Linked DNA regions of Mus musculus: region 1 is linked to region 2. Evidence: chromatin contacts called from public HiChIP or PLAC-seq data. All regions are on one chromosome and are shown on one strand. The core of a region is the stretch at or near the end of the contact, and the rest is flanking DNA. Distances in the headings are between cores, read along the strand shown.

What was found. HiChIP or PLAC-seq counts read pairs in DNA pulled down with a chosen protein or histone mark.
Region 1: a contact with region 2 is called in an H3K4me3 HiChIP or PLAC-seq map of the SCID.adh cell line, with 18 read pairs. The contact joins the promoter of Esm1 here to the enhancer-like site in region 2. A contact is called at or near these places in 6 of 39 promoter capture datasets (embryonic stem cells, frontonasal cranial neural crest, liver and 2 more), 1 of 484 Hi-C or Micro-C datasets (tail fibroblasts) and 6 of 115 datasets of contacts at active chromatin or transcription factors (CD8 T cells, the SCID.adh cell line, astrocytes and 2 more).

The regions. Positions count from the first base shown.
Region 1 is chr13:113,206,803-113,212,703 of GRCm38.p6, forward strand. It overlaps Esm1 (endothelial cell-specific molecule 1), which reads left to right and starts at 2,857. Exons shown (of 3, transcript NM_023612.3): 1 at 2,857-3,341. The coding sequence starts at 3,041. The region is part of intron 2 of Gm41069 (a long non-coding RNA gene); the gene reads right to left.
Region 2 is chr13:113,067,994-113,073,553 of GRCm38.p6, forward strand. Cdc20b (cell division cycle 20B) reads left to right here. Exons shown (of 12, transcript NM_001281487.1): 6 at 3,862-3,975. Among named protein-coding and RNA genes, the nearest start is that of Gpx8, 24 kb to the left of the region's middle. Within about 2 kb of position 3,183, at least 17 of the 459 cell types and tissues checked have an H3K27ac peak or open chromatin away from gene starts, as enhancers often do. A contact at or near this core is called in CD8 T cells, the SCID.adh cell line and effector CD8 T cells, where this site is marked.

The DNA.
Region 1 (5,901 bases), core at 1,607-4,106, 140 kb after region 2:
TTCATCATCACTATGGTGGGAAGTATGGCAGCGTGCAGGAAAACACAGTGCTGGTGCTTGGTCTGATGGCAGCAAGGAGAGACTGTGTTCCACATTGGGCATAGCTTGAGCGCATACAACCTCAAAGCCTACCTCCACAGTGACATACTTCCTCTAACAAGCCACACCTACTCCAACAAGGCCACATCTTCTAATAGTGCCATTCCTATAGTCAACCATTTAAATACATGAATCTATGGGGCCATACTTATTCAACTCACCACAGAAGTCACGAGCAAATTCTTAAATCTCCTTTTGATTCCGTTTCTTCATTCAAAAAGTGAGACATGATAATAGAAGCAGCTTCCCAATATTTGGTGGGGGCTCATGGGAGTTAATAAAATAATTAAGAACAACTCTTTGACAGTTTCCCAAAGACAAATCCGTCTTCCCCCTGATATGTGAAATGTAGGAACGAAGACATAAAAACAAGTGGAAGGCTATTAGTATTGGATATTTGTGAATGGAAAGGGGAGACCGGAAGGAAGAAAAAGCAAAAATAATAGGACCCATAGATTCACGCACCACTCAGACCTCAGCAGAAATTTTCTTAGTGTAGTGGACTGTGGGTAACACAGAAACTCACCAACAGTAAAAGAATAGAGAATATGCATGGAGCGCTCAGCCCCAAAAGGGACATCTGTACCACATCCCTGTCTCCTAAAGTTCAAGGACTGTTGTAGAAGAGGTGACAGAATGGTTGTAAGAGTCAGGGGTCTGGAAGGATTGGAGTGAGACAGACAGGACCACTGTACTTGGAGTTATGTCAGTTATGGTTGCCTGTACAAGATCAAGCCAGTCAATGTTTGAGTATGGAGGGAGGGCAGGCTCATGAGTCCCTCCCCCAATCCCTGTAGCTGAGGAGCTACTGACAATTGCTGACTTCTTGTGGAAGGAGGGTTAGTTTTCTTTAAGGATGTGGCCCCTGGTAGGTTGACCAGAGTCTGGGCAATGGTCCCATACCTATGAGTATATGGGCAGCAAAGTGGGGCCAGAGGCTTTCTAACAAAACAAAAATCAATCAATCAAATAAACAAACCAAAAAGTAGAATTTGGGAGGCATTGGGGAGATGAGGGATAGATTTGTGAGGAGTTACATGGGGGAATAAGGGGTGAATTAATAAAGTTTTTTTTTAAAGATTGGGCAATCAAAGGATTTAATATGATCAAAGTATATCACGTGTATGGGAATGTCAAAATGGATTACTTTGTGTAATTAACTACATAGTGAATGGTTTTATATAATTAATATATCCACAAAGGATAGCACTAGGCACATGCCATGTACAGAGTAGACTTTAAAATTATCACAAACTACGAAGGTCCCACCTGCTGAGTATGTTTGCTCCTGGAGAGAGGAGTACAGAATATTTCAGGTTAGAGTGTCATGAAATTGGGAGCTAATGTCTTGCCTTCGTTTCCCACTTCCCCAAAATGTACCCTGGCAAAGCCTAAAGACCATGTCACATCCAGTAGCTTGGATGCGTCAGCCTTTAGAGGCCTCAAGGCTTTCAGAGGTCAAACACTCTAAAGCCATGAGCTCTCAACAGAAGACGAGGAGTTCTGTGGATGCACCACAGTCAGTTTGTGACAGACAGGAGTTACCCGCTTCGCTGGGTCATTTCTTTACCAGTCGGTAGTGACTTTATCTTTTTGTTGACAAATTGGGTTGGGAGCTAAAAATGGAACACAGCATTAGTGTGAGGACTTTTCTGTCTGCTCTGACATCTAGCATCCCCTTGTTGCACAAGCCTGGCTACACAAGGTCCTGGGCCAGCCAATACTTTGAGAGGACTATTGTTTTCCTTGGTGGGGCCACACTGTGTCCCTCCATAGCATGAAGACCTTGTTTCCTGGTGGGTAATGTTTTTCCTTCCCCATGACTTGCCTTTCTGGAGCTGTGTTCCGATTTCCCTGCTGGCTCACTTGTTTCTTTGGGCTTACTGCCTTGTTTGGGAAGTTTGAAGCAAGAGCTCCGATAGATGCCAGGAGGTGAGAGGAAGGACCGGGTGGATGCAGTCATTGGACACACAGACTTGGTGATGGATGAGCCTTCTCGCCAGGGGGTTTGGGTCAGGAGCAGTCCAACTGACAAGTTTTTCCAGAACTGAGTAATTCAGTAACAATGCCGGGACAACCTTCTCTCTCTCTCTCTCTCTCTCTCTCTCTCTCTCTCTCTCTCTATTGATTAAAAAAAAATGCTAAGCTGTAGCATATCTGACTAAACACAGCAACAGCAAGGACAGACTTGAACATGGATAGCATAAATACTTTAGAGATAACAACAGAGGAGGAACTTGTGAGGAAGGAAGAAGTCTTTAAAAGGCTTCTATCCAAATATTTTCCTTCTTCTAAGTCTTGAAAAAACACAATATATAACTATTTCTTCTTCCAAATGATCTCATAGCTATTTATTGAGGAAAATGCCAAATTATTATTATTATTATTATTATTATTATTATTATTATTATTACTATTATTATCATCATCATTTACTTGATAGATGCTTCTGGCTTGATTTATGTCTATGTCAGTCTCCTCCGTGCTAAGGGACTCTGAGACAAAGCTACATCCTAAGTGTTATGTTGGTGTCAGAGCAATTCCTGTGCAGTAGGGGGCTATGCTATGCAACCTTCGTTATTCCCCCTTCTCAGATGTCCTTGAGTCTTTGAGACGGATGTGAGCAGAGTTTTTCAGCCCTCATGCAAAACAACCATCTAAACATAACAGATGACATCAGCTTGGGCTTTTCAATTCCTGGATGGCAGCAGCGTGTTAATCCAGCCTTCATCCTGGATTTCATAAACTAAAACAAGAGAGGCTGGCAAGAGCACAGCGCTGCTGCTGGGTTGAGGAAATTGATGACGGGGAAGCATGCGGGCAACACAGTGTATAAAACTCATAACCGTGTAGGCTGAAGCTCAGCTACTACTTTGGACGGCTGCTTCCCTCCAGCAAAGACCACGACGGCAGGGAGCTGAGCAGGAGCCAGCTGCGAGACATGAAGAGCCTCTTGCTGCTGACCACACTCCTGGTACCTCTGCACCTGGGCATGGCCTGGAGCGCCAAATATGCGGTGGATTGCCCGGAACATTGTGACAAAACTGAGTGCAGAAGCAGCCTGCGTTGCAAGAGGACAGTGCTGGATGACTGTGGCTGCTGCCAGGTGTGCGCCGCGGGACCTGGAGAAACCTGCTACCGTACAGTCTCAGGCATGGACGGGGTCAAGTGTGGTCCGGGGCTGAAGTGTCACTTTTACAGCGAGGAGGATGATTTTGGTGACGAGTTTGGTATCTGCAAAGGTAAAGAGCGACTCTTTGCTTCCCACCGTGCAGGGCTCCCGGAGGGTATTTAGTCAGCCTGAGGAGGTGCGTGTTCCTTCCTCTGAACAACCAGGGAGGATGCTTGGATGCAGGTGGTGTGCTTGATAGAGAGAAAAAGGATATCTGCCGGGAGGTTTGGAAAGCAGCGTGCAGAAGTCACAAGGGCTGCAGCATCCCGTTCACTGCATGCATTCAGATTTGAGAAGGGAAGTTGCAGTTGGTAGCTTGTGTGTCTTCTTTTTCTGAGAGGCTTTAGAAATCTGACAGGTAGCCTGTTACAAATGCTTAAGGTGTCTGTTCCCCTGGAAGCCAATGATTCCAGAGGTCCTCCTGAGATAACCTCTTAAAGCTGTTTCTAGCTCCCCAGATTTCACCAGCCTTTGATCTTGAAAGAGTTCACCGGGAGGAGTGCCTTACTCAGGCTCAAGTATTTCTGATGAGCACTAATGTGCTTTATGGCATAAGGTGGGCTTAAGTCAGGCAACAAAATAACTCATGCTCTTGCAAGAGGGTCCCCTGAAGTATAAAATAAGCCTAGCTTAACTTTTAAAATGTTTCTGTTAGGCAGAAAGTAGCAGATGTTGTAAGACAAGCAGAAATAATAGTAACCTAAAAGTCTGTTTTTTTTAAAAAAGGTGACTCTTTTATAGATTTAAAGAAAAGAAGTGAAATTATAATTAAGACAGAAACCAGAGCTAAATGATGCCTTGATTTGTCTGTGGAATTTATTTTCAAACCTAGTGACTAAATTAATATTTTTAAATGAATAAAAATAAAAGAAAAGGTTATTTAAAAGTCTGCATACATAGATGCTATATAATCTTATCACAATATGCTATCATGGTTAAAAAAAAAAAAAAAAAAAAAACAGCGTGCTCATTCCTGTATCCAGTTGTGTAATACAAAGAAGCTGCCGAAATCGGAAAGCCAAGTTCTGAGAAATTTCTAAATAACTCAGATTCAATACAAGTGCAACCCTTCCTGGATGACATTCTTCTAGTATTAAGATAAGCTCACCAATTCTCATTTTAGAAAACAGTTCATAAATTAGTGATCTTTTAGCCTGCAAAACCAGCGAAAGGCTCAGACATAAATTCTAGAAACATTTTGGAGATGCTATTCTTTGCGTAGATTTTTTTTTTTTTTTTTTTTTTTTTTTGATTAAGACCAACAAAAGGTGGACTAGTAAGGAAGTATTTTCTTCGGTGAACACACATATATACGTTTCTTTCAACTGAGTAGGCTTTGTATTTTCTGGAAATTACAGGGCTTATCTGCCAAGAGAAAAAGCACCTCACATAAGGAAATTAGGGAGGAAGTGGTTAACGCAGTCCTGTCCTATGAAACAGCGAGCGAGCGAGCGAGTGGCACATGTGGGGGAACGGATTTTTCTTTGGCATAAAAACCCCTTTGTAAATGTGGTTGCGAATGGACAGTGCACGGGGTAAAGCATCCAGCTGCGCGGCAGCGGTTAGTGAACTATGCTATTAAGAATCTATTTTGAATTGCTCTTTCTGGCATTCTCCGAAGAGCCGGTGGGTTCAGTTTGGAACTGTTTTCTTGCTGCTGGGAATCATAGGGCGTATTCACCACCTCCTGGAGTTAGTTCCCATTGCTGCAGGTGAATTCCCTCCTCCAGCCACATGAAGACAGCTTGTATATCCAGATGTGTAGGGTTTCTTGTTTGTTTGTTTGTTTGTTTGTTTTTAGCATTTGGATGTCTGATCCTGTGTTACTTGCTAGCAATCGGGCAGACATCTCTTATTGACTGTTCTGATCAGCACTCAGCGCGATAGGGGCCTTGAACCTAGAACGGGGAAGTGGGCTAAGATTTCCATTTTGAGCTTCTCTGAAGACAGTCACATCCCAGCCCTGTGCTTTTCTTCCAGAGAGTTTTCCCAAATCTGTCTTAAGAACTTTTCTTCCCGGGGTAAGGAGGACAAGTAACATCGGATCCTTTAGTAAGGTTCCTCCTGTTGTAGTGATCCCCAACCATAATGTTACTTTTTTGTTACTTCATAACTGTAATTCTATTACTCTTATGAATCACAATGTAAGTATTTTTGGAGACAGTGGGTTGTCAAAGGGGTCGAGACCCACAGGTTGAGAACCGCCATTCTATATAGATTCCGCTGAGTTACACTACTGAGTGAGGAGATACTGCTGTGCCACAAACTCAATCTTATGATAGCTGATAGGCCTCTTTATTTCATTGCAATATGTCTTCGTCTAAGTATTAATTACTGATTATGAATTATTAGGCTCTGGAAGAGCTCCTCGTTGTTGGTAGGTGTGCAAGCCCCCAGCTGTGTATACCCTGAGGTTTCTTGCTCTCTTTGCAGAGACCTTGATCAGTGAATCTCTTAGCAGCTGGGGAAGCTACTGAAGCCTAGTGCTGTTCTGAGAGATAAGGAATTTTGCAAGTGTGGGAGCAGACTGGGGACTGGTTATTTCGTGGTCAGGTGGGATGACAGGCCTCTTAGCTCTTTAAAACAGTCAACTGTCAACTACTGTAGATTAAGGACACACTCATACCCAT
Region 2 (5,560 bases), core at 1,933-4,432:
CTGCTCTTCCAAAGGTCCCGAGTTCAAATCCCAGCAACCACATGGTGGCTCACAACCATCCACAATGAGATTGATGCCCTCTTCTGTTGTGTCTGAGGACAGCTACAGTGTACTTACATATAACAATAAATAGAATCATTTTTAAAAAATGCCAAGGAAACATGCCTGTTATTTCTTCTTTTGAAATAAAATCTTATAAATATGGGTTGGACCTCACATACAATTGTGGAGAGAGAGAGAGAGAGAGAGAGAGAGAGAGAGAGAGAGAGAGAGAGAGACTAACTTCTGAAGAACACTTCTGCTTCAATGCTCTTAATTTTTCATTAAAGTTCTGAAAGTTTTAGGCATTGTATTAAAAACCCACACAAACACAACTTCATTTTCTAGACCTTCCTACATATTTAGTTTTTAAGCCTATCTTTCTTGGCAGTGAAATGGATGGAAGTGGTGGTGGGTAAAGTTAGGTATGTAAAACTGAGCACATAGTTTGGGTTTTAAACACATTCTTTGGCGGGTTTGCTCTAGAAGTAGACTCTTGATGAGAGGAGGAGTCATCTTTTTTGAGAATAATAAATTGAAAGCAGAGTGAGATAACTGGATGGGACCCTGCCTCGGCATTCCTCTCCTCCCTTCTCCCATTCTCTAGTCATTTTGAAGTTCTGCTGCTGTGTGGGAACCTAGGACCTTGCACACTATCAGAGAATTTTCTAGTTCAGTTTTCTCCTTCTTCCATCTGAGCAGCAGTAACTGTATTCTTCTAAGAGGCTATTTCTTCAGATTAAAACAAAATCCTCTAAAGGCTGGGAGAATGTACCTTTTTTATTCTAATGCTCTAGCTAGTACATAAATTATAACATATATAAAACTTTTATAAGGCATAAAGTTTATACATGCATATACATATCAAATACAATTTGTGGGAATTGATTTTTCTCTTTCCACCATGTGGGTTTTCTAGATTGAATTCAGGTTATCAAGATTGGTGGCAAGGACCTTTATCTTCTGAGCCATCTTGATAGCGTGTGTTCAGGCTTAGAAGTCTTGTAAAATTTAAAAAACCAATAATCCTTTATCACATGTACAAAATGACTTGCTTCTCATCTCTTGATCGTATCTTACAGAACAGAAGTTTAAATTTCACCCAAGTCCAGTGTCATGAGTTTTGCTCTTGGTGATCTGTCTACAAAGTAGCCACAACCCCCAAGTTCATCCAGGGTTTCTCCTATGCCGTTTCCCTGGACGGTGATACTTGTGGTCTGTGATCCACTTTAAATTAATGTTTGTGAAGAACTCAAGGTCTGTGTGTAGATCCAGTTTTTCATGTGTAGAATCCAGTGGTTGCAGAAGCGGTTGAAGGATTCTCTTTCTCTACCATGCTACCTTTGTTCCTTCCTTGACAACCAGATGAGGGTGTTAGTGTTTCTAGGCTTTCCCTCCAGTCCCATCAGGCTTGTTGGTTCTTCTGTCAACATCATGTGGTCCCGGTTACTACCGCTTGATAGTAAGCCTTGGAGGTGGGTAATGTTAGCCTTGTCACTTTCTTCTTATCCTTTAATATGTGTCGACTGTTTTTGCTCTTTGTGTCTCCATATGTCTTAGCATTACCTTATCAATATCAATAAATAACTTGCTGAGTTTGATTGTGATTAATTGACTCTGTTGATCATAGAGGGAGGAATTGGCATGGGGACATAATGAGTGTCCATAGTATTTTATGTGCAAACCTCCTTGCATAGATTTATTTTTCATCAAAGTTTTAAATGTATTTTTCTTTTTCTTTTTTTAAAAAAAATTTTTAATTAGGTATTTCCCTCATTTACATTTCCAATGCTATCCCAGAAGTCCCCCATACTGTTCCCCCCCCACTCCCCTACCCACCCACTCCCACTTCTTGGCCCTGGCGTTCCCCTGTACTGAGGCATATAAAGTCTGCATGACCAATGGGCCTCTCTTTCCACTGATGGCCGACTAGGCCATCTTTTGATACATATGCAGCTAGAGTCAAGAGCTCCAGGGTACTGGATAGTTCATATTGTTGTTCCATCTATAGGGTTGCAGACCCCTTTAGCTCCTTGGGTACTTTCTCTAGCTCCTCCACTGTGGGCCCTGTGATCCATCCAATAACTGACTGTGAGCATCCACTTATGTGTTTGCTAGGCCCCGGCATAGTCTCACAAGAGACAGTTATATCAGGGTCCTTTCAGCAAAATCTTGCTAGTGTATGCAAAGGTGTTAGCGTTTGGAGGCTGATTATGGGATGGATCCCCGGATATGGCAGTCTCTAGATGGTCCATCCTTTTGTCTCAGCTCCAAACTTTGTCTCTGTAACTCCTTCCATGAGTGTTTTGTTCCCAATTGTAAGAAGGTGCAAAGTGTCCACACTTTGGTCTTCGTTCTTTTTGAGTTTCATATGTTTCAAAAATTATATCTTATATCTTGGGTATGCTAAGTTTCTGGGCTAATATCCACTTATCAGTGAGTACATATCATGTGAGTTCTTTCGTGATTGGGTTACCTCACTCAAATGTATTTTTCATATACAAAATTTTTAAGGATTTATTTTATGTATGAGAGTATACTGTAGCTGTCTTCAGACACACCACAAGAGGGCATTGGATCTCATTACAGATGGTTTCTGGGAATTGAACTCAGTACCTCTGGAAGAGCAGTCAGTGCTCTTAACCACTGAGCCATCTCTCCAGCCACTCATATACACATTTTACATGCTTTAAAAAAAGATTTATACATAAACATTTAAATTTTTGGCTTAACAATATAAATACTATTTGTTTTCAATGTTAAGTTCCAGTTGATGCCATATAAGAATGTATCTGACTTTCATGTTAATTTTATATTCTGCACCTTTAGTAATCATCCATCACTCATTAGTTATAAGAACTTCTTTGCTGACTGATTTTATGTGTGTGTGTATGTGGTGTGTGTGTGCACTGTTGGGGCTTGAGTCCAAATCTTTGTACATACTAGACAAGCCCTCTATATGAAGCTACATCCTTATCTTTGTTGTTATTGTGTTGGGCATTGATTTGTTTAAAAACATTTTATAGCCGTTTATCAGAAGGCCTGAATGTTTTCAGTAACTTGCAGTTCTGGAAGTTGCAGGTGTTCACAGTGAACCCCAAGGCAGGCATTTATGAGTAACAGTTGGCTTTCTTGGTGTAGAACTGTGAGCCTTTTGAGCTTTTATCAGAAACTATGTAGTCACAGAGACCACAAGTCACTTGTTATGTTGTTTCCTGCTGGTTTACTTATCATTATCAGTTTGATCATGCATTGAGGGCTAGAGATGAAAAGATAGTGGCCAGTGGTTTAGACTTGGTGGGGCCTTTTGATGAAAACGTAGAAGAAATGATAGAAGCATGGACCCAAATACTCACGGGTAAAATTAGCCAAAAAAATAGTAACTGTGTTCTATTACAGTAAGATTAAAAGAAAAGGTTAAGATGGGTAAATCAACAACTGTTTATGAACAAAGATAGCATAGACTTAGGTCTTCTAGGTGAGCATGGCTGGGATGGATATGCAGACATAGAAAATTCACTTTCTTTTAAAAATCTCAAAGGACAAAATGCATATTCAAAGCCTGACACAGTGTGCTTCTCCCACGGGACCTTTGCCTGTGTTTATGTCTGCCATGTATCCACTCTTTGTTGAAAAGTGCCACCAAATAACCTTTAACTCTTATTCAAAGTCCACACTTAACCCTTCTGTGTTTTCTTTCCTCCTGTCTTCTTTTATCAGAGGGTCTGCTTTCTTTCTCACTCTGTAATCTCTTACTACCCACGGGAGAAATTCTGTGTTTGTGAGATCTTAGAGATGTGTAGTACTGTTTGTTTCTTGCAGGCTGTAGATTTGGAGCCAGAGATGAATTCTATCTTAGGAGATTCAGCGGTGTCTACCATTCCACATGCCAACCAGAGGTGAAGATTCATCTCACTGGTCTTCGAAATGACTACTGTAAGTAACAGCTTAGACTGCCAGTTGAGCAGCTGAATAGCAAGATGCATCCAGTGCTCTGACATAGACCTGAAGTCTGGTTCCAGAAGATCCAGATGGCCCATAAGTTTCAAGTCCACACAGCGTACTATGCAAAATCTGGCATGTTTCGGATATTACTTTAATTTTTAGGAATGGGTATTGATGGTGGTAGGACATAAGTATTATTTTTCACTAATACATTTTTGTTAAGTCAGAGTGAACTGGACTGATGTTGACCTAGTCTTATAAATTAATTTTAAACGTGGATATATCTAATCAGTAAAACAGTTACATTGGGTGTGTTATGTGCCTGTCATAATTTATTTTGGAAGATGCTGCTAATTCACACAGAACAGACTGCTAACATGCCAATGTAGAATGTAAATAGTGGGTTAAAGATCTCAGTGAGATCAGAAATACTCTAGTGATGCCCAGACATAGCTGCATCACAGAAGATGGGTAAGACTTGTAAGGGTGAGGGGAGATGGGAACGTTGTTGACGTTGCATGAGCAAAGGCAGTATATTGGGAGTTACTGATAATGGTAGCAAAGATTGTAGCTGAGCCACTGGTAGATAGATGCAGATCTCTGAGAAATTCAAGATTCAGGTGTAGAAATTTAATTTGGGGGATTTGTTGACTAAGAGAAATTTAAGTAGAATGAAAACAGTTTACTCTGTGTGTGTGTTACATTATGGGCATAAAATATAGAAAACAAAGAATCAAGAATGAATTTAGTGTTGTTACAAGTATGTGAGGCAGGGGAGTAGTACCACTGGGAAGACAGTTTGTAGGGAGAAAGCAGCCTCAAATTCCTCATGGATGGAGCTAGCATGATGCAGGAGCTTTGGCAGATCAGTGATAGTGCAGTTAGTGGCTGAAATAAAGGATGAACTGGCATGTACGGTGGGTTGACTAGGTTGAGAGCAAGGATGAGCTCTGCTGGTGAGGGAGGGGGGCACCCACAAGGAGGAATGAGCAGAGGAAGTAGTTCTCCACCGTCATATGCCTCGAGCTCTTTCTCCCCGAGGATTTATTGTCATGACCAATTAGGGGGTATAAATTCCCAAGAGATATTAAAAATTCAAACACTCATGATTAGAGGCAACTTCTGTGCACACTTTTTCTTCAAGCCTGGCTCTTTTCTTTCCTCCCCTCAACGGTAATTCCCACAGGTCTGCCTTTATATGTTACTAAGCCTTTTCCGTTGCAGCTTTTAATATTCTTTGTTCTGTACATTTAGTGTTTTATTATGTGGTGGGGAGGGTTTTCTTTTCTGGTCCAATCTATTTGGTGTTCTGTAAGCTTCTTTTATGCTTATAGGCATCTCCTTCTTAGATTGGGGAAATTTTCTTTTATGATTTTGTTGAAAATATTTTCTGGGCCTTGGATCTTGAAATTATCTCCTTCTTCTATTCCTGTTATTCTTAGGTTTGCTCTCTTCACAGTGTCCCAGATTTCTTGGGTGTTTTGTGTCAGGAACTCTTTAGATTTAACGTTTTCTTTGATCAGTGTATCAATTTCTTAGTCCTATCTTTATGCCTGAGATTCCCTCTTCCATCTCC